Linked DNA regions of Sus scrofa: regions 2, 3 and 4 are each linked to region 1. The links are chromatin contacts, called in public Hi-C and HiChIP or PLAC-seq maps. All regions are on one chromosome and are shown on one strand. The core of a region is the stretch at or near the end of the contact, and the rest is flanking DNA. Distances in the headings are between cores, read along the strand shown.

What was found. A called contact is a pair of places that touch in the nucleus more often than the background predicts. HiChIP or PLAC-seq counts read pairs in DNA pulled down with a chosen protein or histone mark.
Region 2: an H3K27ac HiChIP or PLAC-seq map of skeletal muscle shows a contact between it and region 1, with 8 times the contacts expected there. The contact joins two enhancer-like sites. A contact is called at or near these places in 1 of 47 Hi-C or Micro-C datasets (skeletal muscle) and 1 of 2 datasets of contacts at active chromatin or transcription factors (skeletal muscle).
Region 3: a Hi-C map of skeletal muscle shows a contact between it and region 1, with 20 times the contacts expected there. The contact joins two enhancer-like sites. A contact is called at or near these places in 2 of 47 Hi-C or Micro-C datasets (both in skeletal muscle) and 1 of 2 datasets of contacts at active chromatin or transcription factors (skeletal muscle).
Region 4: a contact with region 1 is called in an H3K27ac HiChIP or PLAC-seq map of skeletal muscle, with 6 times the contacts expected there. The contact joins two enhancer-like sites. A contact is called at or near these places in 3 of 47 Hi-C or Micro-C datasets (heart right ventricle, skeletal muscle and subcutaneous adipose tissue) and 1 of 2 datasets of contacts at active chromatin or transcription factors (skeletal muscle).

The regions. Positions count from the first base shown.
Region 1 is chr1:105,002,302-105,009,709 of Sscrofa11.1, forward strand. All of the region lies in intron 3 of TCF4 (transcription factor 4), which reads right to left. Among named protein-coding and RNA genes, the nearest start is that of TCF4, 74 kb to the right of the region's middle. Within about 2 kb of position 3,125, at least 28 of the 83 cell types and tissues checked have an H3K27ac peak or open chromatin away from gene starts, as enhancers often do. A contact at or near this core is called in skeletal muscle and subcutaneous adipose tissue, where this site is marked.
Region 2 is chr1:105,953,039-105,960,446 of Sscrofa11.1, forward strand. No RefSeq gene overlaps it. Among named protein-coding and RNA genes, the nearest start is that of TXNL1, 57 kb to the right of the region's middle. Within about 2 kb of position 4,278, at least 5 of the 83 cell types and tissues checked have an H3K27ac peak or open chromatin away from gene starts, as enhancers often do. A contact at or near this core is called in skeletal muscle, where this site is marked.
Region 3 is chr1:105,846,403-105,853,810 of Sscrofa11.1, forward strand. No RefSeq gene overlaps it. Among named protein-coding and RNA genes, the nearest start is that of TXNL1, 160 kb to the right of the region's middle. Within about 2 kb of position 3,044, at least 13 of the 83 cell types and tissues checked have an H3K27ac peak or open chromatin away from gene starts, as enhancers often do. A contact at or near this core is called in skeletal muscle, where this site is marked.
Region 4 is chr1:105,719,239-105,726,646 of Sscrofa11.1, forward strand. No RefSeq gene overlaps it. Among named protein-coding and RNA genes, the nearest start is that of TXNL1, 290 kb to the right of the region's middle. Within about 2 kb of position 4,148, at least 18 of the 83 cell types and tissues checked have an H3K27ac peak or open chromatin away from gene starts, as enhancers often do. A contact at or near this core is called in skeletal muscle and subcutaneous adipose tissue, where this site is marked.

The sequences.
Region 1 (7,408 bases), core at 1,875-4,374:
CTCAAGGGGATGCTCATCGGAAGCAAAAGGAAGACCCTGTAAAGGTCAGAGAGGCCTCCTGACCAGAGGACCAGTGGCAATGAGATGAGGCAGGTGGAGGACTTTATCCCCAACATACACAATACATCCCCAAACCTTGTCCCATCCCCACCAACAAAATGCCTCTCGAACCCCTGATTATTTTACAGGTGCAATTGCAAACTCATTTAAGTGAAACTAAAAGCATCTTTAGAAAAATGTGCTCCTTCAAATTGATCTGTAACACAGTCAAGGTCAAGTGGGTAGGCTTACTAAGCAAGCATGTCTCTGAGCCATCGTTCACACACACACACACACACACACACACACACTCCCTGGCTCTCTTCTCATGAGACTCCCATTCCTGCCAGTTATAGCATTCCACTACCACCGCTTCTGAGGATGATTTCTGAATGTCAATATTTTGCTGGATTTTCAAATGTAATTATTATTTCCAATGATAACTGTGAAACTGACCCATTATATGTTTCCTCTCTAAAACCGATCATGCTAAGAGCTTGAAAATACTTGTTGATCAGTTACTATGAGCTAAAACACTGTTCTAAATGCTTCAGATGTATTAACTAATTTCATTCTCATAACCTGATGAAGTAGGTACTTATATTATCCTCATTTTACAGAGAAATTACATAATTGTATTGCTCCATGTTCCAGGAAGTAAGTAAAAGACCTGAGATTTAAAGCTAGAGTCCATACTGGAAAGCCCACCCTTCCCAGCTTGCACTTACTTGCTCTTTCATTTTAAAATACCAGAAATCTGTACAGTCAACACTGTTGCTGTGCATACTCTTTTATACCTTGGAACACTTAATAACAAACTGCAAATAACAAAACTGCAATGCATGATAGGTGCAACAAAAATCTTCATTTCATAACCTCTATAAGAAATGTGCTTACTCTTGAAAAATGATGTGCTGAGTTTTAAAAAAATCCAAATAAATCTGAATTGCATTTTGATTAACTGTTAAAACAGATGATCTGAAATAAAAGAGTAAATATTCTCTTGAAAATTGTAGGAAGACTCTGTATGTTATTAAATCATTATTTTTTTAAACAGGAAAACTACTCTATTTCTGAAGTTTGCTAACTTGCTGACCTTGAATATTCCACACCAAAATAAAAATATACATCTATATGTGTTCTAATTTCTATAAGTACTCAAGTTGTATGTCAACTTACTATTCCCATGTATTATGGATTTCCTAAAGCAATATTACACCTATGGCAGATTTTAAATCCTATTCATGCAGGACTAACACATCCAAAGCCTTGATATTATCTAAATTATTCTCTGCTCAAATTCAAGTTACCTAAAAGCAAGCAGTTGCAGCAACAAAAAACATACAGGTGTTACAGACACATGTATACATGTGTCCAAGCACACACACCCTATCACCACCACCATCGCCACCACAAATACTCAGCTCAAATGCTGGTTCTACTACCTATTTTTTTAGCCTTAATCCACTGTGTAGAAAACTACTCAGAAAATATTTGACACCCCCTGCCAATAGAGTATGTAAAAGAGGCCATCAGTCAGAATTTACCAAAGTAAGTTCTCCTAGAAAACTGGAGAGCTAAGGGAATGACCACCTCTAACAAATAGTTTACAGGCAACTCAGACCATCAGGGACAGAACCTCCAGTGGCCTAATGTGACATCCAGAAATGACTGCCCCCAAATCCTCAGCCCCTTTGCACTAGAACAATCGCGGCTTATCTCTCAATGAACATCATTTCTCAAAATCCTGCCTCAGAAGCACCTGGAGAACCTTCAACATCATCCAAACCTGCCTCCCATGGGAATTCCTTTAAACCAGACATTCCTGGGAGTCAGAGCCAAAAATAAAAGGAAAAGAGGGTGAAAAAAAAATCATGGGAAGTTAAAATGTTAGGACTCCCGCCAGGGAAATTCCTTTGGTGATCAGTCCCTATCTTCACCCTGAAACATACCTTTGAAGGGCTGAAATAACAGTTCTCTTTGGAATTTTTCAGACATTAAAATGACTGGGGAAAAAAAAATTATCGAAAGCAATCATCCTAAGGAATAAATAAAAGAAATGAAAGCAAAACCAGATTTTAACCAACATTAGCCTTCCACTTTCTCACACCATTTTTCCCTTTCATGTGTGTCTCCTTTAAATGTCTTCTAAACAAAAAGCCAAGTGTGGTGTCACTCAGTGAATAAGAGTGACAGTTACCACATCTTCTGACTCAGAATTAAGGGGACAAATTCATAACCTAAAACTCCAGAGATAGCCTTCCGCTTGCCCCTCAGACTGAGTCACAGCAGAAAACCAAAGATTTCCATTCCCGTACTTCTCTGTCTAGAGAGATTTATGACACTCAGCATTTTGATAAATACAAGAAAAAGAGCGAAAACAAGCAGAAATGTTTATAATATTTCCCATTTCAGTGTACAACTTGACAGAAATTTTTTAAATATTTCAAAGCATCATAAGAATTCATTACTCTAAACCAGGCATTTCCAACTGAAAGTCTTATGATCTCAGACATAAAGGTCCAGTGATTCAACTTATAAGCAGAGGACTCAGACATTGAGAGATCAAACATTTTAATCGAAAAGCAGGCTTTTGAAACCCAGGTTCTGTAAATATTTATCTCCTTTTTCCTCTTCCATAGGAAAAGGAAGTAATAAATTCCCCCAATATATCAGGTGATTAAGACTCTGAAACACAACGTGCAAACTCTGAAATACAACGTGAACTGAGATCTCCACGTAAAAGGTCCATCTTTTAAGGAGACGTCTCTGTTCCTCTTCTTTGCTTAGTGGAAACAGAACATGAGTTAATGATGACGGCAGATTTTCATTTATTTGTAAACATCAGTCAATAGATGGGGAAATGATATTGGCTCTGTGTTTATAAGCCACAGTAGAAAATTGAACAATAGCAGACCTTTACTGAAACAAAAATAAAATATGAGTCAACAAGATCCTTGCCAAACAGAGGTCTCAGGACAGCCTTGTTCAGTCTTCTGGGAATCCCACTCCAATAAGCACAATAAAAGCAGGACGTGCCTCATTTCCTTCAACCCCTCAACATGCCTCTCTTGGAGATGTTTGTAAATTTCCTTCCTCTACGCATCTAGCTGGCAAACTGTCGTCATTTCTTTGGGGTAATAATATCCTGTTGATGTCTGGGTAGATCTGTTTTGAGTGTTTCCTCTACACCGCACATATACTTTTAATATTCTTTTTCAACACAACGCCAGTAAATTATTTTTCAACGTATTTGAACATAGTTCAGCGAGGTATGATTTGATTAGATGGAACGAATGGCATGAGATTCTAATAAAATGCTGGTTTTACTTGTGGATTTACAACCTAGATTTAGATAATAAAGTAACTCCAACAGGAAAGAAAGAGGCATTTTCTGCTTTTTTTCTGAAATTGAAAATATTTACCTATGCTGCTTTATTAATATAAATATTTTCATTCAATCCCTATGCTGGAGTTTGGAAATTTCACACAGCAAAAGAGCAGCCTTACCACTAAAACACTCACTTGTGAAAATGGCAACTTTTATTTTACTTCATATAAAAATTGCACTAAGCACTTTAAAAAGAGAGTTTTAAAATGTATTCCAGAATGAAGGTTAAATACACTATAAATTCAGTCAAATACAATGAGTGATTTAAAACTTTGGCCTAAATAAAATATTTTTTAAAACAAAAATGTATTTATACCTGAGAGTCTATTTCTTAGACAAAGAAGTTTTACCTAAAGCTAAATAATTCCAGGCAGAATTACACTTCTCAATAAAGTTATATGATATAAAGGGAGAAAATTATACAGAATGACAGCTTTGAAAAATAATACTCAAAAAGTAAAATAAGACTAACTCTCAACTAATGTAATTTGCACTTAGGCAGACATTTTGGTTACAAAGACAGCAAAAGCTGATTTGTGAAAAACTAAAAATAATTGATTATCACTACAAAGCATTAGATTTGGAGCTAAATTAATTGACATGTAGCATTCACTGCAATTCCAGATAACACCTTATTTAACACATGAAATAATAAGAATCATGATCCTGAAAAATGTCCAATGTCATTAATAATCCAGAAAATACCTACTTTAAAACAAAAACAATCAGATACCAGATTTTTCAATACCAACTTAATAAGATAAAAATAATGCAAAGTGGCACAGCCTTCCTAGACAGCAATTTGACAAGATATGTAAAGAGCCTTTCACCTAATAATTCCCTAGGAAACTATCCTAATATCTTTGTAAATGAAGACAAGTATTTAAAGACAAGGCTGTTCCAAACAGTGGTCAACAGGAAACTGTTTAAATAAATTTTGGAAGAACCTATGATGGGATATGATGCTGCCTTTAAAAGATCATGTTTTTGAAAATGTCTAAGAACATTGGAAAAATGCTCATGATAAAATGTTAAAAAGTAATATACACATTTCATATTAAGTTTTTAAAAACAAAAATTAGAATCTTCAGTCTTCAAAATATTAATATTGGATATCTCCACAAAGAAGATATATTATATTTAGTCAGAAAAAACTGAATAAAGTTTATATATAGTTCCTAATTTCAAGTTTCTCATAATCTATTATTCAAATTAATTAAATTCAAGTATGGGTGGGGAGTGTGATGTATAATGGATTCAAAAATGACAGAATGTTCATAATTATCAAAGCTGTATAATAATGGATATATGGCAGTTTATTATACTATTCTCTTTATAACTGTTTGAAATTTCTGCAAATAACTTCCAAATAAGAATTTTAACAATAATTAAAAGGCATGGAAAATATAATAAGTGTCCTAAGAGTTAGACAAATAATATAAAATTCAGAGATGAGAAAAAATCATGTCTGGAGGAGGTATTGGCAAATCTTTGAATAACTAATAAGATTTCAATAGGCGAATTAGGTACTTGCAGGTAGGAATGAGTATGATGAGCGAAGTTATAGTGGGGAAAGGCAACTGGCCTTGAGCATTAGGCCAGTAAGTAACTAGTAACAAACCTGTGAAATCTAAGTGCTGCTCTCAAATTAGATCAAATTCCCTAATAGAAGATAGGGAGGCACCAACTTTTGGATTCCAACTAGTTGCAAGTCCCCTAATGAGTCAGTATTCTGCATATACAAATGTTCACCTGGCATGAAGAGGATAAAAAAGCATCATTGACTATTGCAGACTTCTGGGCCCACCCTTGCTCACTGAAGTAAAACTATCCCTTTTACTGGTGGATGATTCCTGGGTAATTCCCATGGGTTCTTTATTCTCAGTGGACAAAACCTCTCTGAGATCGAGGCAGGATGAAGGACAGAAGACAAAGAGCTCATTTTTTTAAATACTGTACTCATTCCTTATCCTTCCCAGCCTTCAGCCTTTTTTTTTTTTTTTTACATCAATAGCCCATCTCCATATAAATGTCCGATTTTGCAACACTTTAGGTACCACAATGTCTGTGTGAATGAGTCAGAATACGCATTACCAAATAGTGAAAGAGTCTAGTTTCCCAACCAATATTTATTTTTGAAAAAAAAATTGTAAATGCACGTGGCTTCTTATAATTTTTTTCCATAAATACTTAACTCCTCTCAAAGCTACCATTTAGACTACAAATGCATCCTTCAGTTTGTTAAAGAAAATCTGCATGACTTCCAACGATAAATTTGGAAAATGCAATAAGCTTTAACGGCCGTGAGATATGATTCTGCTTTCTTCTCTTTTTAAAAAAAGCTACTTATTCTTGAAGTAACTAAAATTTCAAAACACAAATATTTAAAAAAAATTTTTTAAACAGATCCACACATTTGGTAATTCTTTCTCTTATTTATATAACATTCTCAAAAATCTTTTTGTTGTCTTTAAAAATATGTATGTGTGAAAGTTTGAGGCCAGGCAGCCAGCATTACTGGTAGCCCCTGTTAATGCTAATTGAGTTAGCACAAACATGTAAATCCCCTTTTATAGATGCCTGGCTTTTCCTCTATCCAAGACCAAACCATAATCTACAAAGATAAGTAAGGTCTATGTTCTTGACTTGCTTTGCATGTAAATTCTTTTGAATAGATAAGCTCTTGGTACGTATTTCTCCTCTGAAAGATCAAAGATCATTCTTCAAACACCAGGTTTCTCTCTTATCTTCCATCTCAGATTTCTACTGTGTCTTTTGCCCTTAGCTAATGTTCCCTGGATGGTACCAAATTAGTGAATACAGGCATTCTTCATAACTATTTGGAAGTGACAAAGCAACAACAGGAGTATCCTGGCACCCAGCAGCATGGTCTCCATGCTGACTTCCTGATGACTAAGCATGTGTCTGGAAAAACAAACAAACAAACAAACACATATGCACGCCCAGAACAATCACACACACACATCACCATGCTACTCAGTATTCACCACAGTCAGTAAGGAGACCTGAAATTTCATCTCGTGAAGATGAGAAAGTGAGGACACTTAATCCAAATAAATCACTGAATAGATAACTTTTAAAGAAATCTATAGTTGCTAATATCACAGTCTAAAACTGGTTCTTAAATGTCCCTTACTCCAGGGTGAACTTTGTACCAGGCAGCCTTAAAAATGAATTTTTAGCAAACTAAAGCTTTTTGTACATAAAAAGCAAGCAAATGAACAATTAAAAAAAAAACTTTATTTTGTAAAAGGGATCAATGTAAAACTAGATTGATGCACAAAGCAACTGATGTGTATTACTTTTTTTTACAGAATGTGTTGAATAGTACAATTTGTTATGTATTGTTATAACTCACATATATATGATATAGGCACAGTGCATATAAAAGGTTTATTACTACTAATACTGTTAACCTATAATATTAAATGAATATTAGTTAAGTGCCAAGCACAATGCTCATCAACTAATAGCCATGCCTATTCGATCCCTCCCGCCCTATATATTATCAGAAATATTATGTTTTTAAGGACGAGAACAACCTCAACAAGATTAAAAATCTGCTTGCATTTAGAGGCAGACTATAAACCCCATAAAGACAGTTATCTCTTGTTTGATCCCATATCACCAACACTTCATGTAAAGAATGATAAACAATAGGTGTTGAACAAACAGCAGTTAAAAGGACCTATAAGCAAGTAGATGGAAGAGAAAAAGTGAGATAGTCCCAGGTAAAGAATACTGAGTATAAAACTCATAGACTCGATCCAGAGCCTCCAATAAACAGCAGTGCAATCAGCAAAATGAAGCCCTTCGGCCTTTGTGATAACCACTATGACAGCACATGCCTCCGAGGATACACTGGAGAGGCAGCCAAATTAATCTCCAGTGTTAAGAAAAGCTCCCCAGAAAAAAAAGTGGACCTTGGTGAGTTCTGAAAGACAGTAGGAGTTAGTG
Region 2 (7,408 bases), core at 3,028-5,527, 950 kb after region 1:
CAGTGGACCGGTTTGACACGTAAGGGCTCCAAATGCGTAAACTTGCTCAAATTCCTGAACTTCTCCAAGTCTCAATACTTTGACGCATACAAAAGAGATCATAATATCTACCTACTGAACAGTGTAGTAAGCTTTTAATAACTCAAAACGCCAAGTGTGAAGCTCATGACAGAAAGTAAGTGGTTGCTATTGTCATGATGATATTGTGATCCAATCCTTCTCCTCATTGGACTTAATTTGCTTAGGGCAGAGAATATTTTACCTCCCCATGCACTGCTGTGGATACCCTGTTCAGGTCAAAGTTCCCATCATGACACAGCAGTTAATGAACCTGAATAGTATCCATGACGACACAGGTTCAACCCCTGGCCTCGCTCAGTGGGTTAAGGATCCGGCGTTGCCTTGAGCTGTGGTGTAGTCCAGCATCTGCTCCTCCAATTGGACCCCTAGCCTGGGAGCTTTCATATGCCACAGAGGCGGCCCTAAAAAAACACAAAAATAAAATAAAATAAAAAATAAAAAAAATAATAGCCTGACGTTGAACAGAATGTGGGGGGGGGGCGGCGGCTTTCATTCATTCATTCATTCATTTTTTACCCTCAACAAATTTTTTTTTTTAATGTTAGTCCTGTGCCAAGTATTCTTTCAGATACTAAACACCATAGTAAACAAAAGAGACCAGGATTCCTAACCTCGTGAAGTTTACATTCTGTTGGGGGAGTCAGACAATAAACAAGTAAAGTATTTGGGTTTTTGGATATGGATAAGCAGAAACACAAAGCAAGGAAGGAGGTAGAAAGTGGGGCATTGGTGTTGGTGAGTTTGCGTTGGGGACAGGAGCGTGGCTGTTTTAGATGGTGTGGCCAGGAAGAGGGCAGTGAGAAGTTGGCATCTGAGTTAACACCAAGGGGGTGAGAGAGCTGGGAGAAGAGGGTTCTAGGGAGCAGCCAGAGCAGACTCCAAAGCTAGAGTTGAAACACTCCTGAAATAATTGAGAAATAGCAGGTTGGCCAGTATGACGCAGCCCAGCAAGTTGAAGACAGGAACAGGGAGACAGGGGGGAAGGACAGGGGCAGAAGCCCGATTGTGGGGGCGGGGGGTGGCACTTGTGAATTATTGTCAGGACTTTGCTTTTGCTCAGGTGAAATGCACAACCACGGCAGAGTTTGGATCAGTGGAGTGTTAAATGACGTTACCAGCTGCTCCATTGAACATAGTCTCTAGGGGAGTGGGGCAGGATGGGAGCAGGGAGTCAGTGAGGAGCCACTGCTGCAATCCAGGTGCAGGAGGATGGGGCTCGGCTCAGGCCCTCACCTCACACCTGTCCCAGGATGAACCGCAGCTAACTCGGAGAGCGCAATTTATGAAGCCAAGGCCAAGGAATCTATTGAGTGTCCTTGGGGGCAGCATTGAACCTCAGCTTCCAGAGCTTGGGAAGTCCTCTCCTGGTTCCTACATATCAATACTCCTAAAGGAAACCAGTTGAAAGGTTGCTCAGGTTAAAGACTGAGTTTCTTTGCAGTGAGCTGGGCTTGCATCACCCTGGCTTTCTAAGCTGAACAGAAGATTGTGTTGATAGCAATGCCTGTCTTGAAGGTTTTTTAAGTAGGAAAATAAATACTTAACAAATGGTATTTGCTTTGTAGACCTAATTTTTCAAAGCGCAGGCCCCGCAATGGGAGTCATTAAGATATTCATTCTGGAGTTCCCCTTATGGGGCAGCAGAAATGAATCCGACTAGTATCCATGAGGATGCAGGTTCAATCTCTGGCCTCTCTCAGTGGGTCAGGGATCCAGCATTGCCATGAGCTGTGGTGTAGGTTGCAGACGCGGCTCAGAACCCATGTTGCTGTGGTTGTGGTGTAGGCTGGCAGCTGCAGCTCCGATTCGACCCCTAGCCCCCTAGCCTGGGAACTTGCATATGTCACAGGTGCGGCCCTAAAACGCCAAAAAAAAAAAAAAAAGATATTCATTCCTTTATGGTAAAAGAGTAAAACCACTGAGTTAGAGGCTGACAAAAGATCACACTTCCATTCCCACCCAGGCATCCCTGTACATGATTCCCTGGAGAGACAGGAGAAGGTGTGTGCCTCGGGGAGGGCAGGTGTTTCTCTGCCCTCCAGCAGACATCCTCTGGGGAGGAGACAGTGGGTGGGGGGACAGTGAGCTGCTAGTCAGAACAAGTCACCCCAGGTCTCAGTTTCCTCATCTGTGGAATTAAGATATTGGACTAAATGGTCCTTTTGGATCACTCCCGCTCTGAGCATCTATGAGACTATGAGTGATCCTTGTCCTTGAGGGATGAAGGAGAAAGGATTTCATTTAACGCCTGATCAAGAATCCAGGTAAACACTCCAACATTTAACTCTTTCGCACAACTAGAAAATGCCAGCATGAGTAAATCTTTTTCACTCTTGGCATAAGAAGGAAATTTCAAATCCATGTGATAGTCTAACCAGTGATGCTTTACCAAACTCAGAATTTAGAAAGATGTTATAAAACCTGATTTTACTGAGAGCATTTGGATAGACAGTTAAGTCACGCTCTTGATTTACATTAGGGTAATACACTATATTGCAAGGTCTTGGGTGGGCTTAAGTTATATCTCAGCTGTAGTTCTTTTTTGCTTCCGAGAGCCAAGAATATGTGGAAATACTCTGTTTTGTTTTTTATCAATCTCCGGAGTTCATGTGATATACTTCAAGGGCCAGCCATACTCTGGGGCTTATCCTCTTGGCAGAAAAGGCAACTGTTACAAGGTCAAACAAGGGCTTATTTCCTCCCCTTCAGGCCAGCTGAGGCCTTCCAACCCCAGACTAACTTTTATTCTTCTAGTTTAGCCCACAGACATTGTTCCCTAATAAAATGCAACCTATTGGGAGGATTGCCACTTAAATTACCCCAAGATTTACTTTTTAAAGACTGAGTCAAGATCAGCTTTTGCAGAGTTCCCATTGTGGCTCAGCAGGTCAAGAACCTGACTAGTACCCATGATGATGCAGGTTCAATCCCTAGCCTCGCTCAGTGGGTTAAGGATACGGCGTTGCTGCAAGCTGGATTGCAGGTGGGGCTTGGATCTTGTGTTGCTGTGGCTGTGGTGTAGGCCTGCGATTTGACCCCTAGCCTGGGAACTTCCATTCGCCTCAGGTGTGGTCCTAAAATGAGAAAAGATCAACTTTTGGTTAAAAGAGGACAAGGGATGAAGAAGACAGGGGAATCAGAGGCTGGCAGCACAAAAGTTGAATAGTTCCTTCTTGCCGGTATTTCCCAGGCAGAGTCCCACAAACAGGCACAACCATCACCATTCCCCTATGGGGCTTCAAAAACCCAATTTTCCTTGATTAGGTACTGCGAACATTTATTTCTTTTACCTATGCACACATTCTCAACTTTTTTCCTGCTGCTTTCTTGCTGGTTAAATGATGGACATCACTGAGTGTGGACCTGTGGCTCTGACACTCTTGGAGGCCACTTAATCCCACGTGCCACCACAAATAGAGATTCTCTCTGGGCCCCTAAGGATCTCTGTCGATCCTTAAATCTTTCCAGGGATGAGGACCTCACTGTTTCTCTAAGGCGCTGTGTTTAGATGGTGGGCTACTTTATTTTTAGGAAGTTCTTCCTTATATTGAATCGAATTCTCTCTTTCTAAACTTCAACTCATCACATCTAGTCTTCTGCAATTACTTCAATGGGTTGATCTCAAAGTCTCAAGTCAAAACTTCTCAGCTGATCAGCAAGGCCCTCCTCCTTTACTGTTTCTTTCACTGGCCTAGTTTTATGCAAAATCCTTGCATAATTGCATGAATTCTTGGTGACTGCACAGGTGACATGCCCATTCCTATTTCAAAAGGCAAGGAGTAGTTCCCGAAGTGGAGCAGCGTAAATGAATCCGACTAGGAACCATGAGGTTGCGAGTTTGATCCCTGGTCTCGTTGCCGTGAGCTGTGGTGTAGGTCGCAGATGAGCTCAGTTCTGGCGTGGCTGTGGCGGGAGCTAACCTTAGTACAGGGCAGTTTTCAGTGCAGCTCCACGTGGCATAAGATTTCCCTGGAGACATTCCTGGAGCTTTAAAAGGATCATTTCCCAGATTTGATAACAGATCACATTTTCTAATAGTTTCTAATATCTTACTTAAAATTAACCCACAGTGAATATTTTGACACAAACCCCCGAAGGAAATTACTTCCTATCCAAATTAACTACAGAATCAGGAAAAACTTTAAAAGGTTCTGTAACCCACTCTACTTAGGAGGGATGGGTTAGTATATTTCATCGGGCTGTTCCTGACATCTAGTGGTGAGGTCTGGAAGTGCTCAGAGTACTCAGAGCTGCTGACAAGGTGGGGGACATTCCTAACCTTAGTTAACATCTGCTCTTTGAATATTTATAGTTGTAAAAGTGTAAACTGAATATATTTTCCCATCCTCTATAATAATATACTCATCTTTGTTTTAGGCATCTTTCCTGCTTTATATGTTTTATATCTGGGCTTATTTTAAAATTGATGAAATTTAATTTTTTAGATTTTGAAAAAAAAATCCTCGAGGGGAAAAAAAGGGCATTTTGGATAAGCATAAATAATTGCATTTTGATCTGGAAACATACTATAAAAATGTTTTGCAGAAATGAATTCATCTTCAAATGTGGTTTTTAGACTGGATTCCTGTGAAATCTGAGTCATTTATAGCTAACCTTGAATGTATTGTTATTCACAATTAGAAGTAGATAAATTTCACAGGCAGAGAAGCTGACAAGTCTTTAAGACTTCACACTTAGTTTTGCAGGAAGAGCTGAAGTTAATTAGAAGTGATTATACATACATTGCATGTGTGTGTGCACTTGTGTTGTTGCACACAAGCACCGCAAAGGCCTTGGGAAGGTTGCATTTTTTTGTGTGTTTTAAAAATAAACATAATCTCCTTCCCATGTGTTGCTATAAGCCCAGTAAATCTAGGAAGCTCAGCAGGATTGAACAAGGTCATTTCTTGTCAGGACTCCAAGGGGGAGCAGGAAGCAACCCCGTGCATCAGATGCTGGCATTCTAATCCCTGCTCAGCACCGGATTCCCGGGCATGGGGGAGCCGCTGTGCCAGCTCTGACACGCTGGCAGACTGCTGCTTTGCAGTGAGCATAGGCGGAATCAGAACTGTGGCTCTCTCCCGACGGTGCACCTTGTAAGATGGCAATACATCCCTGTCCTGATAATAAAGGCAAAATTCCAACCGAGTCTGCTCACTGGGTTCTGGTAAACAGGAAAGTAATTGTAAAAGGTATATCCAATCGCTACCTCAAAAAAATCAAAGCGGCTTTATTGATTAGTTCTGGGGTTTGGGGGGTGGGGAGGTTAAATGTATATATTTAATGTATTCTTAAATAAGCATAATATACAATTTATTTAATTCCAGGGCAAAGCCCTTTACCAGTCAGCTGGTGCAGAGATCCTGGATGGGCCATAGGGTGTCGTCTATTTTGGGTGGGTCAGGTCGGGGGTCTGGGGGTGAAGGGTGGAGCTTGATGCTGGCATCTTTGGGGAAAACAGGTCTGGTGCCTGGGTCAGCAGGTGGGGCAGGCCTAGCACTTGAAGTCACAGAGACCAACTCAAAGCTAAGAAGAGCCTAGAGCCTAGGCCTGAAAATTCTATCTGAATTATGGTTTGCCACTGGGGTGACCAGCATGCTGTGTCCATGGGAGCTGCCTTGAGATTGGGGCCATGGGGGCTGGCTTAGCACAGGGGTGGAATAAATGCCTATATTCCTGGCACTTAGCCAGGTGCTGGGCTGGGCTGGGCTGGGAGCATGAGTTCACAGGAGCCAGTCACCACCAGGGTTGGCCAGGAGCCTGGGGTCCTGGGAGCCCATTGGGTGCCTGGGACTACCCAAGTCAGAGGGCGCTGAGATGGATGGGAGCCTAGGGGTGTTAGAGCCCACTGGGAACTGTGGGCCACAGGAGCTGCCTGGGGCTGCTAGAGTCAGGAGGTACAAGGGTGAACTAACAGCCTAGGTTCATGGGAGCCCACAGGGCTCCCTGGCACCATGGGAGTTGGCCTGGTGCTGGGGCAGGCTGGCTGTGGGGTCCATGCACTCGCCACATTCTCCTCCTCCTGCAGGGAGAGTGTCTCTCTTCACACTGGGCTACCCAGGCTTAGCGGAAAGAAGAGAAAGGTAGCATGAATCTCTTTCCTGTCCACCTCAGCGCATCTTTTCCTAGGTTTGTGCCTCACCCAGGCTCTGTAATCCCTCACCTGGATTCCCTGGCTCTTGTGAAGGTATTTTTGAGTGTGGATAGTTGTCAAATAGATGTTGGGAGAGAGCACTAGAAATTCCTATAATGCCATTTTGCTGACTTCAGTCTAGCTCATGTAAAGAACACACGGAGTTTCCTGGTGGCTCAGTGGGTTAAGGATCTGGCATTGTCACTGATGTGGTGTGGGTTCAATCCCTGGCCACAGAATTTCCACATGCTGTGGGTGCAGCAAAAAAAAAAAAAAAAAAATAGCATTTACAACTCAATAACAAAAATACAAAAAAATCCAATTTTTTTAAATTTTTTTTTTATTTTTTGTTTTTTAGGGCTGCACACATGGCACTTGGAACTTCCCAGGCCTGGGGTCAAATCAGAGCTACAGCTGCCAGCCTACACCACAGCCACAGCAACTCAGGATCCAAGCTGTGTCTGTGACCAACACCACAGCTCACAGCAATGCCAGATCCTTAACCCATTGATCAAGGCCAGGGACTAAACCCGCATCCTCAGGGATATTCATTTCCACTGCGCCATAATGGGTACTCTCCCAATTTTTAAATAAAGATATTTTGTCAATGAAGTGGCTAATAAGCACATAAAAAGATGCTTGATATCATTAGTCATCAGAGAAATATAAATCAAAACCACAATGAGATACCACTGCACACCTCATTTACTAGGATAACTAAAATCAAGAAGTCATGTAATCCAACTACAACAGAAAAAATAAAAAGCATTATAAAAAAAGTCATATAATAAGTTTTGGTGAGGATATGGAGAACTAAGAACCCACATACACTGCTGCTGTGCATGTAAAATGATGTAGCCACTTAGGAAAAGTGTCTGAAGTTTCTCAAACTGTTTAGCATAGATTACCATATGAACAAGCAATTCTGCTCAATGGTACATACCCAAGAGAAATGAAAATATATGTTTACACAAAACTTGTATATAAATGTTTATGGCAGCATTATTTATAATCATCAAAGATAGAAACAACCCAAATGTTCATCTGTAATGAATGCATAAATGAACGTGGTATATCCATGTAATAGAGAGGTATTCAGCCATTAAAAAAAAGAGAATACGCACCGACACATATGGATGCATCTTGAAAAGATGCTAAGTGAAAGAAGCCAGTTACAAAGACCACATATCATGT
Region 3 (7,408 bases), core at 1,794-4,293, 840 kb after region 1:
CAAATAAAAGGTACAAATGTACAGTACCACCCTTCCCACCCCCATCCCACTTTGCCTTAAATGGTAAGTTATTTCCAAGGCTATTCTCCAAGAGCCACATGGACTCCCTCCCCACTGCACTGTTGGTGAACAACAGCATTCAGAAAGCAGGTAGGTCCCAGGGTACACAAATGCTGGTCACCGTGGCTGATGGTGTGTTATTGTTCTTGCTGCTGTTATCTACTTCACTTGTGTTTTTGTCTTGTCCTAGGCTGAAAAAACTCAGACATCTGATGGTTTCTTGACTATATTCACCAGCCCCATTTTACTAACTACTTTGGTGGATAACATTTGAAAAACATCTCCACGAAGAATTTTGTCCTGAAATCCCAGTTGAGCACTTTGTGGAAAAAGACGTTAAAGAAAGTTTTAGCTGAGGGAGAGTCTTTCCTTGGTATGTATTTGTTTAGTCTCTGCTTGTTAGACCCCAGATTTCCTTATGTGGTCCCTCCAAAATGATGAATATGTATTTCCTCGAATCTTAATGCACTTTGTGTTGCTATTTTAACGTTTCTGAAATCAGGATGCATTTGCAATCTATGACATGACATAGTTTGACAGTATTTTTTTTTTCTTTCTTAGAACACAACATAATGGACTGTCTTTAGATTGATGGTTTCTTAGATTCTCCAACATATAACATCATGTTTCAATGGGGATTCCTGGAGGGGGAAAACAGCAAAGGTCCCAGAACATGGAGAGATCAAAGGCCAGTACACTCCCTAGAGGCTAGAAATGACTGCCTGAAAAAACCCACACCTGAGAGCCAGTCTTGTGGGCTGGAAAGCAGAAGGTAAGGAAAGAAGGAAAAGATGGGTCAATGTGAACCAAAATACTGGTAAATATTTGCTTCCATGTTTTGTGTGTTCATTTCAACACACACAGAGAGAAACGCATTAAACCCCAACTATTAAATAGAACCCTCTGCAAACCCCAAGCATGGCTCAAAATGTTCAGCCAAGACAGATAACTGTTCAACAAGCAGGTTGTGACACTGCTATGCAAACCCTGGGAATAGTACCTACAAATAAAGCTCAGCACCACCCCCAGGAACCACATCTACTTCTAACCATGACAATGAGACCAGGTTCACACCAGCCACTGCCAAGTTCAGAGGACCAGAATGTTCCCCTGCTGAAAGCAGAGAAAAAAAATGCATCTTATCCCATCCTTAAAGACTTAGAGAATGAACAGCCACCACTTTGCATTTCTCTTTACCTCCAGTTGGGCTCTCTGCCCCACCATAAGTAGCTGATGAGCCATCACTCAGCTTGAACAGAAAAGGCTCCAAGTTCTTCAGCCCCTTTGCACCATGTTCATTCAACACATACTGTTCCTTCCAAACACCAGCCCCAGACCCACTGTTGGGAGCTTGGTGGCAGGAATCAGGGCAGAATGAGGCACATTTGACTGAGTGTCAACTCAGAAAACAATGTGTAAAAGGGATGTTTTGCCATCTGCAGTATAAGAGGATAGAAGAATCTCTTTATCAAAATCTCTGTTTAACGAAGAATGAATCACGTTGCCCAGGTGGTCTTGCACAAGTGCTCTGATGTATAGAAAGGAATCTGCTTGAATGAACCAGCAGCAATTCATAAATCACAAGGACTTGCAAAATCCCCATAGAACAAAGCAATAAATAAATAAACCTATGGGTAGGGGCTGTGGGAATCCCGCTTTCTCTCACTAAAATTACCCTGGCTTAACTATTTTATTTCAGTAATTTGGTCACTGATATATAGGTTAAGGACTTACCAAATGACATGAGGATGCCTTTTTTTTTTTGCTTTTTTGGGCCACACCCGCAGCATATGAAGGTTCCCAGGCTAGGGGTCAAATCAGAGTTACAACTGCCAACCTATACCACAGCCACAGCAACGCAGGATCTGAACTGTGTCTGCAACCTACACCACCACAGCTCAGGGCAACTCTGGATCCACAACCCACTGAGCCAGGCCAGGGATCAAACCCACATCCTCATAGTTATTAGTTGGGTTCGTTACCACTGAGCCACAACAGGAACTCCCATGAGGATGTATTTTTACATAAACTTTCTTAAAAGAGTTGTGTGTTTCTACAGATACTTTGATTTGTTTAAGAGTTATTTGCTAGGTTGCAGTTTAGGAATTATATGGTGTCTTTGTGGAGTCGGACAGCAGTTTTCTTTGGGACATCAGATGAGATGCTTTCTGTGTTAGGCAAGAATTACCTAAACTGGTGGGCGTAGCTGCAGTAGCTTTCCATCTGCTCATGGCAAAGCCTCCTTGAACCAGGACTTACTAGAAGGAGGGCTGTGCTTATTTGCTTTGATGTATTATGGGTAGAGCCAAGCCCTACACCATGTACACATGGTACTTAATAAGTACAGACTGTTCAGAGTTTAAATGGATTGAAACTGAACAGAAAGGAAGAGCAGAAACTGATCAGCGCGGATTTGGCTTATTTTGAGAAAACCACATGTATCTGATTTAGTGCGGTCCAAATTGATATGCTCCAACTTGTTCACACACAAGACCTGAGAAGCTGGTCTCCCACCTCCCCGAGAGAAATCAAGGTAGAGATTCTGATGGCTTCCCTGCCAGTAAAGGAAACTTAAACAGAGCTTAAACAGGGGAAGAACTGATGTCGCTAAAACACCAGACTGACAGCCCGGGTACTTCCTTGCCACCTGGCCATTATAATACCCTCAGAGCTTCTGTCACTGTCATGCTTACTTTCCACTCCATAAAATGGAGTGCTAGAAACAGATACTAGGGGAGCAGCTTGCCTCCAGTGCCCTGCTATGTGACAGTTTCCTGCATAGGACTTTTATTCTTATTTGGCACTTGAACTTCGAAATGACTCAGTGATTCATGCTTTGCTGCTGCACGTGATAATTGCCTTGGCAGAAAAGGATGTCTTTGTTCTTGCCCACTCACCTTTTGTATGGAGTTTCCCACTCCTGTTCCCTTATTTATGACTTGTTGATGTTCATCTATTTTTAGCAAGTGTTTTGCTAATATCCAAGGAGTCATCAAAGATGCAGCTGCTTGGTCCCTACAGGAAACTCCGCTTCAGGGGGTTAGTGCTACTCTATAAGGATCTGTTCTCGAACATTCCTCTGCATGATGATGAGAAAGGCACTTCTTGATTTTTAAATTAGCTGGCTAATGCCTCTATCTTTTCTCTTCCCTTTTGGAGCTCGATGAACTCATATGTTATTCTTGGTTGGTTGTCAAACGAGCGAGGATGTTTTTCTGATCATCTTTATGTGGAGTTATATTTGGCTGGGTTTTTTCCTCCCTTTTCAGAGACTCCTTTCTTCATGGTGGGACATGTGACCTTGTTTTTACGTTTTCTGTGTCCCAGGCTAGGAAACTTGTGATTGTCCTTTCCTGTTCCTTCTTGAGTCACTGGTTTGTGTTACAAATGCCTGGCTCACTTCCTCCGAGTCCTTAGAAAGGGGTTTCTCCAAAACAACCCCACGGCTGCCTCTCTGTCATTGTGTGGATGTGGCAGCAGAAGCCATGACAAAGTCCATCCTTCTCCAGTAGCAACCCAATCTGGGTAACAGACAGTGTACTCAAAATGCTCTATTTTATTTCATTTCATTTCATTTTGCTTTTTAGGGCTGCACCCTCAATATATGAAGGTTCCCCGGCTAGGGGTCGAATCAGAGCTGTAGCTGCTGACCTACACCACAGCCACAGCAACTCAGGATCTGCTGTGATCTGTGACCTACACCACAGATCACAGCAACACCAGATCCAGTAGGGCCAGGGACTGAACCCGCATCCTCATGGATACTAGTCAGTTTCATTTCCACTGAACTACAACAGGAACTCCCAAAATGCTCTATTTTAAAGTGATCTTATTGTAAGACAAGCCACTGTGAAGTTCTCACTGCAGTCCAAGTGGGTCTTTGCAGGAAAAGAGGATATCCAGCAGTAACTCCCCATAAGGCTTCATGGGTCATCCATCGACCCATTTCTTTCTTTTTTTTTTTAATAATGATTTTTATTTTTTCCATTATAGCTGGTTTACAGTGTTCTGTCAATTTTCTACTGTATATCAAGGTGACCCAGTTACACATACATGTATACATTCTTTTTTCTCATATTATCATGCTCCATCATAAGTGACCAGGTATAGTTTCCAGTGCTATACAGAAGGATTTCATTGCTTATCCATTCCCAAGGCAATAGTTTGCATCTATTAACCCCAAATTCCCAGTCCATCCCACTCCCTCCCCCGCCCCCTTGGCAACCACAAGTCTGTTCTCCATGCCCATGATTTTCTTTTCTGTGGAAAGCTTCATTTGTGCCATATATTAGATTCCAAATATAAGTGATATCATATGGTATTTGTCTTTCTCTTTCTGACTTACTTCACTTAGTATGAGAGTCTCTAGTTCCATCCATGTTGCTGCAAATGGCATTATTTTGTTCTTTTTTATGGCTGAGTGGTATTCCATTGTGTATGTATACCACATCTTCTTAATCCATTCATCTGCATCAACCCTTTTCTATTCTTCCTTAAAAACATAAAATATTTCTTCTGCATTGGTCTGGGCTTTCAAAAATCAGGAGGGAAAACAAAAATCACCCTTAAAGAAAGAAAGAAATATATAAATAAATCTTAAAGAAAGAAAGAAGAGAATTTTGGAATCAATTTCACAAGTTTTTTTGAAACTGATATGAATCTACGAGAGGAGGAATAGTAAACATGGGAGACTGGAAGGGGAAGAGAAAGGAGGGCATTTGAAGTGGAATATTCTGCTTTTGCTCTTTCCCTTCCATCCAGCATCCATACGCTCTCACAGCAGAATGAGAGGAGGAAGAGGAAAACAGTGTTCCCAGGCAGCCCACAGCATGTAATGCTTTAAGACATATTTTGGAACATAGTGCAGTGCAGAGGCTGAAAGCACAGGCTTAGGAACTAGGTTCAAATCCTTCCTCCACCACTTCCAAGCTTTGAGTCCTTTGCCAGTTATGTTCATCTCTCAGTGCCTCAGTTTTCCCATCTGTAAGAGGGGGATCTTGATAATATCTCTCTTGTGGAGTTATGAGGAGAAAAGAGGTTAATATTAAACAGTGCCTGGCACATAGTTACTGCTATATAAGCATTTGATAAGCCTAAATATTAACTTACACAAATTAAGTAAATAAATAAATCCATTTGATCTCCATTTTCCCCTGAGCTAGGTATTTGTCACAAACATCACTGGTTGCTGGCTCAAAAGCCCCTCCTCCTCTCCCCTCCCTTCTCTTCCCTGTGGGCAGGGCTCATCTTCCCTCTCTAGAGGCTTAACCTGTCCTGAGTCAACTTTCCCAGCATTCCTTGCAGCTAAGGCATGAACATGAAACCCAACTCTGGCCAATGGAAGCTGAGGACATTTTTGCTCAAATCTTTTGTGTTTTGTTGTTTAAATGCACTGTTTTTATTTTGGGGCCATGCCCATGGCATATGGAAGTTCCTGGGTCAAGGACTAAAGCGGTTACAGTGACAATGGTGGATCCTTAACCAACTGCGCCACAAGAGAACTCCTGCTCGAATCTTTTGGAAAGATTTGCCTGCCTTACCAAAGAAGCAGTCAGACAATGAAAAGCCCCCTTTCATGATCCCCCTGTCTGCCGACATCATTCTAGAGCCATCATCTTGTGACCATGAGGAAAAAGCCAAGAAACGACAAACTAGCTTTACTGAACCAATTCCAGAACCACCTATCCCGAGGCTGCTTGTCAAGTGCAGTGCTAAGATAATAAATGACCACTTTCTAATCAAGAAATGGACACTCTTTAAGCCATTCTAAGTCCAGTGGCCAAATAGCACAAGGTTATTTTCTATGAAGAAAGAGAGGGCTAAAAAGGTTAAATTACCTCACTAGCCAGACAGATGGTAGAACTGGGAATTCAATCCCAGTCTGACTCTAGAGCTTGAGCTCATGCTGCTGCACCAGAAGCCGCCACATCCAACAGCCCTTACCCCCTTGTTGATGCCAGTTAGGACTCAGCACCAAGGGACAGCTGTGGTCAGGGATGGCTGGGGCAGAGTGAAAAATAACAGATGCCTTCTAACATATGATTCCTTTCATTATTTGCCAATTACGGTCACGTCTAGAAATGCAAAACTGGAAGGGAGCTCACACGCCTTCCAGTCTACAAAACAAAACAGAGATGACCAAATTCATACCAGGTAGTGACAAAGTCATATGAAAACTGAAATCATGACCCCACGTTACAGTTCAAGAAACTGAGGCACCAGGAGGTTATAGATCTTTTCCAAGCTTGCAAGTTTATTAAGTGGGAAAGCTGGACTATAAACTCAGGCGGTCTGGCTCTAAATTCCTCCATAACTGTGACATACATTCTCAAGTGCGCTGTTTCTGTATCTTGGGCATAGCTTATAGAGATGTGCTTTTATAAATGGGGGGGTTAATGAAACTATAATCAGTAGCATAGATGCCAAGAGATCAGCTTCATGATTATGGACCCCTAGCACAGCTGGCTGGCACCACAACTCGGCCCTGGGTTGGCCAGGGCCGTGCTAACTCATGGGAAGAGCACCAGCCAATGAGGGGCAGCCAGAAAAGTAGAAAAGCTCAACTTGGAAGAATTTACCCAGTATTTTATAATTAAAAAATCTGGGAGTTCCTGTCATGGCTCAGTGGTAACAAAGCTGACTAGTATTCACAGAGAGGTGCATTCGATACCTGGCCTCTCTCAGTGGATTAAGGATCTGGCATTGCTGTGAGCTGTGACGTAGGCCAACAACTGCAGCTCTGATTTGACCCCTACCTGGGAACTTCCATGTGCCTCGGGCGAAGCCCTAAAAAGACAAAAAAAAAAAAAAAAAAATCCGAAAAGATGCGCTTTCCATTTTAGCATGCAAGTAAACTGTGCTTTTTGGCTTTGTACTTTCACCCCAGCTGTGACCCCAGACGTCATGGAGCAGAGAAGAGACCTCCCTGAGTTTCTGACTCACAAATCTATGAGCCTAAGTTTGGGATACTTTTGTTACACAAGAATAAATAGTCAGAATACCACCACTTCATAGGAATCAGTAGTTTTTCCAGATTAGGCTAATTTATTAAACAATTGCCTCAGAATTTCAAATCCATCTCCCGCCTCCCCCCACACCCACAATACAGTCAGCCCCCACCCTCAGCAGATTTAATCAAACTTGGATAGAAAATATTCCATGACTGTGCTGCAATGCAAATCAATTCAGATTCCCCAGGTTTAAGGTCACAGTCCCCAAGACTGTCTTCATTTCAGATGCCAGTCACCAGTTTGAGGATGCCCAGGCCATTTACACTTCTCAGTGACTGGCTACACGTTTAGGGTATCCCACAGACCACCTTAGGTTTAATAATTGGCTAGAGTGACTC
Region 4 (7,408 bases), core at 2,898-5,397, 720 kb after region 1:
TTGAATAGCACTGCTCTTTATGGGCTTATTTTTCACTACTCTTCGGAAAGATACAAATTTCATTTGGCCCTTATGATTCCATTTGATTGGATCTATATGTCCCTACGAAATCTTTGCACCCCTGTTACAGAGTGGGTTCAGTGTGCCATACCAGGGAGCCGAGTTTTCTTTCTAACATCATTAACAATGGGGCTGTTTTGATATGGGCTGATTTTGTCTACAATTAACACTCAGGGTCTGATTTTAGATACATGCTAAACACTGTCACATCTATTTGAAAATAAGTAAATACTCCATTAATATGTGTGAACATCTTAGAAGCAAGTCTAAAATTTCATTGTGTCAAAAGAGGTGCTCAGAAGGCTCAGAGGAGAGACTGATTTGAATCAACGCCAAGAATGAATGTTAGCACTGACTGAATCCTAATAGAGCCCCTGGAACCAGTGAGTCATTGAAGGCACAGCTCTTTAGAGACCATCATAAGCCAATACTTAATCAGTCAACAATAATTTCTGAGGATCTACTATGAACCTAAAATAGCAATTTGGACTGAGTCAAAATATAATCAAATCTGACATGAGCCTAACCTGGACTTTAACTATCTAGTAGTGAAGCTAAGACATGCAAATGATATCCAAGGAGTGCACCTACTGAGTACTAATACATGGAGCAAATAATTAGTAAAGAAGTTTTGCAAAAGGGGAAGAAACCTAACATAGGAGTGCTTACGCGTGCTCACTGGGCTACAGACATCATTTCCTTTACATGGTTCAGCAGTTCTCCACTGGGTATCACCGGTCCATTTGGAGATGAGGAAGTGAGTAAATGCAAGATGGCATTATATCCTCTCAATCAGTTCTTCCTAGAAAGAGGGATGAAAAGATCCCAAAACAAAAACTGCAGGATGAAAACCTTCTCACTGTGAGTAGCTCCCAGAGCTAAAACAATGACACTGAACAACAAACATCTGAGCAGAGGCAGAAGGAACAGCGGGGCAGAGAAGAGGGAGGGTGTGCAGACAGCATCAGGCTAGATGAGGAGGTCAGGCCAGGCCAGGTGGAGGCTCTGTTCTCCCACTCCAAAAGCCATGACTACTACTCCCTCTTGGCCTTGTGAGGGCATAGAATCAGAGTGAGAAGTGAACCGAGCCCTTCATTTGGAGCTGAGGATCATGTACCTTGACCCTGAAAGGCATGATGGTCATACCTTGACCATCAAGGCATATCACCTTGATGGTCCTTCTCTGGCTGGGAGTAAGTTCAAGCTTCCGATGCTTATTCACCCTCTTTCCACTAAATCACACCCTCTTTCAAACCAGGTTTCTCAGCATCTTCTCATGCTGTTCTCTTCAATTTCACACGAGGGAGGGGCTGGCCGCACCCTATCTGAGTGCTGAAACCAGGAGCACTTCATACAAAAGCCTGTTAGATTGCCATGACACAAAACACAAAAACGGGGTAAGGGAAATAAGCCCTGAGCATGAGTAGCTATAAATAAAAGCCCCAAACTAGTGAAAGTTTCTAGATCTCTTTTTTATTTAAATGTTCCTCATTTATATGCAACCAATTCACAAAAGCCCACACACCAATCTGTAATGCACCTGGTATTGTGAGAAATTGCCAGTTTGGTGGTGTCGTGCTTTTTTCCCCCCACAATAGATGCTGTACAATGTCATGTCCTCAGGGTACATCCATCCCCTTTCCTCTTTCTTTAACGAATCCCCCAAAGAGATAGGTTTATAAAATACCTCCCCAAAAATGGGCTCTATTTATTCCCTCTCATTTTAGGAACACCCATCCAGGTGCATTTTGAGACAGCATGTATGCTTCATAGCTCTTTCAAATGTGACCTTGTACCCAACCTGCACCACACCACACCCTGGTGTAGTTGGCTAGGGCTGCTGTAACAAAGGACCACAGACCAGGTGGTTTAAACAACAGACATTATTGCCTCATGATTCTGGAGGCTTGAAGTCCAAGGGTAAGGTGTTGGCAGGGTTGATTTCTTCTATGGCTTCTCTCTTGGCATGTAGACAACCGTCTTCTTCCTGTGTCTTCACACATTGTCTTCCATCTCCGTGTAACTTTGTGTCCAAATTTCCCCTTCTTGTAAGAACATCAGTCATATTGGATTAGGACCCATTTGATCTCATTTTAACCTAATTACCTCTTCAAAGACCCAAATGTGGTCACATTCTGAAGTTTGGGACTTAAGAATTTTGGGAGTCACAATTCAGTTCATAACACTCTGTTTTTCCCCTGCCACCTCCAATTTTATGTCTTCTTACATGCAAAATACAATCGTTTCATCCCTACAGCCCCCAAATTCTTAACCCTTCCACTGTCAACTGTAAGAGGTTGCCTCAAACAGCTCAAGGTGCTGGCATTTGAAGAAGCAGAGAGGGATTAAAATAATGTCTCATTTTTACCAGAAACTTGAGTCTAGTCCTGGTTTCTAGCACCACAGAGAGAGGCTTTGACTGACTGGGCCACTTCCATGGGGAGAGTTGTGAAGTTCAGAACTTGGTTGGGAGAAAGAGACCTGTTTCTCCTGAGACCCCTGCACTAAACTTTCCGGGTGAATTGGGTAAGCATCTATGGCAAAGGAGAATGCATTTCCTATTGCCTCTTGCTCAAAAGGAGCTGATCTCCTCTGTTTTAGGAAAGGAATACAAGGAGCTGATTCAGCTTACACAGTGTAAAAATAGCTAGGTGGACAGCTTGAGTGAAACTTAGCAGTTCACCTGTTTTTCCTATTATCAACTGCATCAAGAAAGTGTATCAAAGATTGCAAAGTTAGAAGCCGTTGGAAAACCGAGGCTCTGTGGAAAAATGGCCTATCTTAAATTGAGAAGTGCTGGGGAGCTCGCTCGGATTGAAAACAGGCAGCTGCTTTGCATGCTTCCCCATGAACAGCTGCCAAGGGAACGGCAGTCAACAGGAAGCCTTGACAGTACTAGTACCACGTCGGGGAATGTACCTTGGAACATTTGCCATCAGTGGGATTCCAGCAGATCACATCTGCAGGGGAATGACTTGGGCTTCCCATCGTCATTTGCCAGCCTCCCGAAGTTCAGTTTTCCTTTCTGGCTAGCCCAAGAGGCATTTGCAGGTCAAGTTCATTTTCAATGGTGCAAGGCTGGGAACCTTTGCAGTAAAGAGCCGCATTTATTCATGTCCACCTACTTGGACGCCTACAATTTCTGATTCGTAACATTTTGAATGTGCTATTGGATCCTTTAGCCTGGCTCACCACCTGCAAATAGAACTTGCCAGAGGAGGTGAAGGGAGAAATGTAGATAGCCTTTGAAAGTTCTGTTGCTACCCCTGAAGGCCATTCTGGTACTTTAAGAAATCACAGTCTACACTCAATTCTACAAAAGCCTAAAAGGGTCAAGTTAGAGATTTGACAAGGGAGGGGGAAGTTGGGCTTTAGGGCTTACGAAATATATATGTGTGTGTGTGTGTATCAATATATAAAATATATTTTATATAAGCTATATAGAATATATATTTAAATATATATAAACTATGTAGAATATATATTAAAATATATATTTTATATAAACTATATAGAATATATACTTAAAGTTCCATGTATAAACTATTTTATAGTTTAAATATAAACTACATAATAAACTAAATATGTTATTAATAAACTATGTATATTAAGAATATACATTCTGTATGTAAACAAACATGCACCACACATACATACTCACTCATATTACATATACACACAATACATATACTCATTTTTTAAGAGAGAACAAGAGGCAGCTTGAGAATAGCAAACATGCCCCAGTTTGCCCATCCTTAAACAGTATTAGTTGAATCTATCATGTTGACAATAGCCCCCACTAAGGGCAGACCCAGCAAACAACAAGCGAGGCAGGGTTCCCTCCTGCTCCTCCCATATGCAAATTGTGGAATGCAAGGGGCCTATACCGGGTGTACCAGTGGACTAAAAATACCTGCCTGCTCCATCTCTGTGGGGCTCTGCTTCCCAGGCAACAGGGGCCCCAGAGGCCCAGGCCCTAGCCGGAGGAGGGGCAGGGGCCTCCGTCTGCACCAGAGCTAATTACCGGAGGACCTGGACAGGCAGCTGCTGGGCCCAACTCTGGGTTTGTGAGCGCTTTGCAAGGCAGTGGTTCTAACTTTAGATCTCCACTCCAAACTTTGATCTTCCAGCACTGCTTGGCTTTAGGCAAAACATAAACTTGAGAGCTGCAACATGTTTTTCAAATTTTATTCCCCTGGCAGTTCTAGAATAAGGACAGGAATTATTTTCAAATGAGAATCTTTGACTGCATAACACAGGCTTCCAAAATTAAGCAGAAACACATGGCGGGCTCTTATTATTAAATTTCCCTTGGAAAACAATGGTTTAAATTATGGGGGGTTGGGGGGGGACAGCAGTCTGATAAAACTTTGAAACGTGAAGCCTAAAGTTTAAAATTAAAAAAAAAAAAATAAAGCTCTAGTGGGTTTTTGTTTGTTTGTTTTTAGATCATTATGAAGTTGTTCTGGCCTGGCCATTATGATTCTGAATCTACCAATGAGTAAAAAATTGAATATTTTGGGTTTAAAATGTAAGTGACAGTTTTGAAAGCTGGAAATCAGGTGCTAAAGGGTTTCCTGGCGTTGAGGGAGAAATTTGGGCTGCCTGATTACAGCATCTCCCTGGAAAGCAAGCATTTAATAAGGAAGGTAGAATTTAACTGTATCCCTGTCTATACCTGATTCTGAGTGGTGTTTAGCAAGAAACAGAACCCTTCTGGCAAGTGGTGCTTGCCCTTGGCTAACGGTATTCAGATGGGCCACAAGGAGGGCCATTGGCAATTCCTATCATCAAAATTAATCAATGTGCCGCTTTCCTCTTCTCCCCACGCCATTCCCAGAAAGAGATTTGGGAAGAGGATGTTCTTCGAGGCTGTACTACCTTAGATCTCTCAGGCGCTATTTAATTCTCCCTTCCCTTCCAGGACTAAATCAATTGCTACCTCCTTGATGAAGCCTTTCTGATGACCTCATTTAGTTTCCCCACGCGCTCGTTAGCCCACATCCTGATCCTGTGTATCATTCATTTAGAACTTATGGTTTCCTGCTGATGTGGTTAGTGATCTCAAAGCTACCTTATAAGACCCACAGTGGTGAGACCCAGCTCTTTTCACCTTTTGCCTTCCCCATTGGGCCTAGCTCAGTGCCCCAGGCCCATGGCTGTGTTCCTGTGCTGGGGACAGCAGGGGACACTTGCAGTGCTCCGGTAAGGACAGGAACTTAATTTTTTAGCATCACCCCGAGAACGTCCTGGGCAACAAATGTGAAGGGAAAAAACCCAAACTCCCTCCACCCCCGTCCCAAAGCCACCCTCAAAAGAGAGCTCGGTGGCACCATCAGATGGAGGTTGGACAGCTGGCTGGACAGTTAATACCACTGTGACCACTAAGCTGGACAGAAAAATGGAAGGGGAGATGAGAGAGCAGTGATCCCTACTTTGATTCTGCAAATAATGTTTTTTCTAACATTTTGTCAATACTCATAACCCCACTCCACTTTGGAGACCTGGCCTGTTTTTTAAGCTTTTCTAATTAAAGACAGGATTTCTGCACCACAGATGGTTAGTCTTAATGATATCAACCACCACCTCCCCCCCCCACACACATAGGTGTGTCCTGTACCATCTTTGCAGCATTTTTGAAACAGTATGAATAACAGTTGTAGGAAAACAAGAGCATCATTCACAAAACTTTGTTTAGGTAACTGAATTCCAGTTTGAAATAATTTCCTTTTCAATTATAAGAAACTTCCCTTCCTTTTTTTCTAAAAAGCCAAGCTAAGAAGCTCATTCACCATTAGGGGTGGGAATTACCTTGCCTGGCTCATGAGAAGATATCATGGGTCCAGAGAAAGAACTTTGCCTGGCTGTTGTCAGTGATTTAAGGTCTGGTCCAAGTATGGTCTTCAGAGCAGCATCACTGTCTGAGAGCTGGTTAGAAAAGCAGCACCTTGGAGTTCCCATCGTGCACGGTGGTTAACGAATCCGACTAAGAAGCATGAGATTGTGGGTTTGATCCCTGGCCTTGCTCAGTGGGTTAAGGATCCAGCGTTGCCGTGAGCTGTGGTGTGGGTTGCAGACACGGCTCGGATCCTGTGTTGCTGTGGCTGTGGTGTAGGCCGGTGGCTACAGGTCTGATTCGACCCCTATCCTGGGAACCTCCATATGCCGCGAGAGCGGCTCAAGAAAAGGCAAAAAGACAAAAAGATAAAAGAAAAGTAGCACCTTGGTTTCTACTCCAGACCCTCGGAATCAGAATCTCCATTTTGACAGGATTCCCAGACCCACTTGAATGTCAATATTGACTACAACTGAAAGGCCTTCTCCCACCAATCTGTCCCTTCAGCCTAAAATGGTCACTATAGAGATTTACAAGGTGGGGGTTATCCATGCGTTTTTTTCACATTTAAGTAGCCAACTCACCCAAGAGAAATTATTTATTGAGGCAATCAGCTACTTGATTCATCAGTTCCTTTCAACGAAGAAACTATGTTTTCAAGTGAGGAAAAGAACAAACAACTGCTTTGCACCCTCTGGGACTCTAGCGGGAGTCCCCTGGGGTCAGGAGGCCAGACCAGAGAGCGTCTCACCTGCTCTGGGACGTCCATATCCAGATGTGGGGGACAGAATCCCTACAGCAGCAGATTTTCAACAATTAGAAAATAATCTTCCCAGGGAGTTCTCACTGTGGCTCAGTGGGTTAAGAACCCAACATGGTCTCTGTGAAGATGTGGGTTCGATCCCTGGCCTCGCTCAGTGGGTTAAATATCCAGCATTGGTGCAAGCTGCAGTATAGGTTGCAAATGCAGCATAGATCTGGCATTGCTGCGGCTGTGGCATAGGCCTCAGGTGCAGATCCTATTCAACCCCTGGTCTGGGAACTTCAACTGCTGCAGGTGTGTGCCTGTAAAAAGAAAAACAAAAACAAGCCAAAAGAAAAGAATCTTCCCACATGGGTAACCACGTTCAGAAGGGACTGAGAAGCAGAGACTAGAGATAGGGAGACAGTGTGAGGAGAGGAGAAAACAGATTGAAATGGGCCAGTGGGGGAGCACACAGGGTCAAGGCCAGAGACTGGGTCTGTGCTTCCCCTCTGGGCCTGTTTGCAGGGTGAATGCTTGTGTAAACAGAATCCATCTGAAGGGCTGGGAACAAAAATGTCCTCAGAGCCCAACTGCCTGTGGGTGTGTGGAGATCGCAGCCACACTAATAATGATTTCTACTGCCCTGCTAAACCCTGCCAGTGTGGCTCTAGAGCCTGTGCCTGTATCATGAGTCCCTCCTACCATCTTAGATGTTTCTGGAAGCCCTCAGGAGCTATTTGGAGCATCCCGAGGAGTCAAACTGCTTC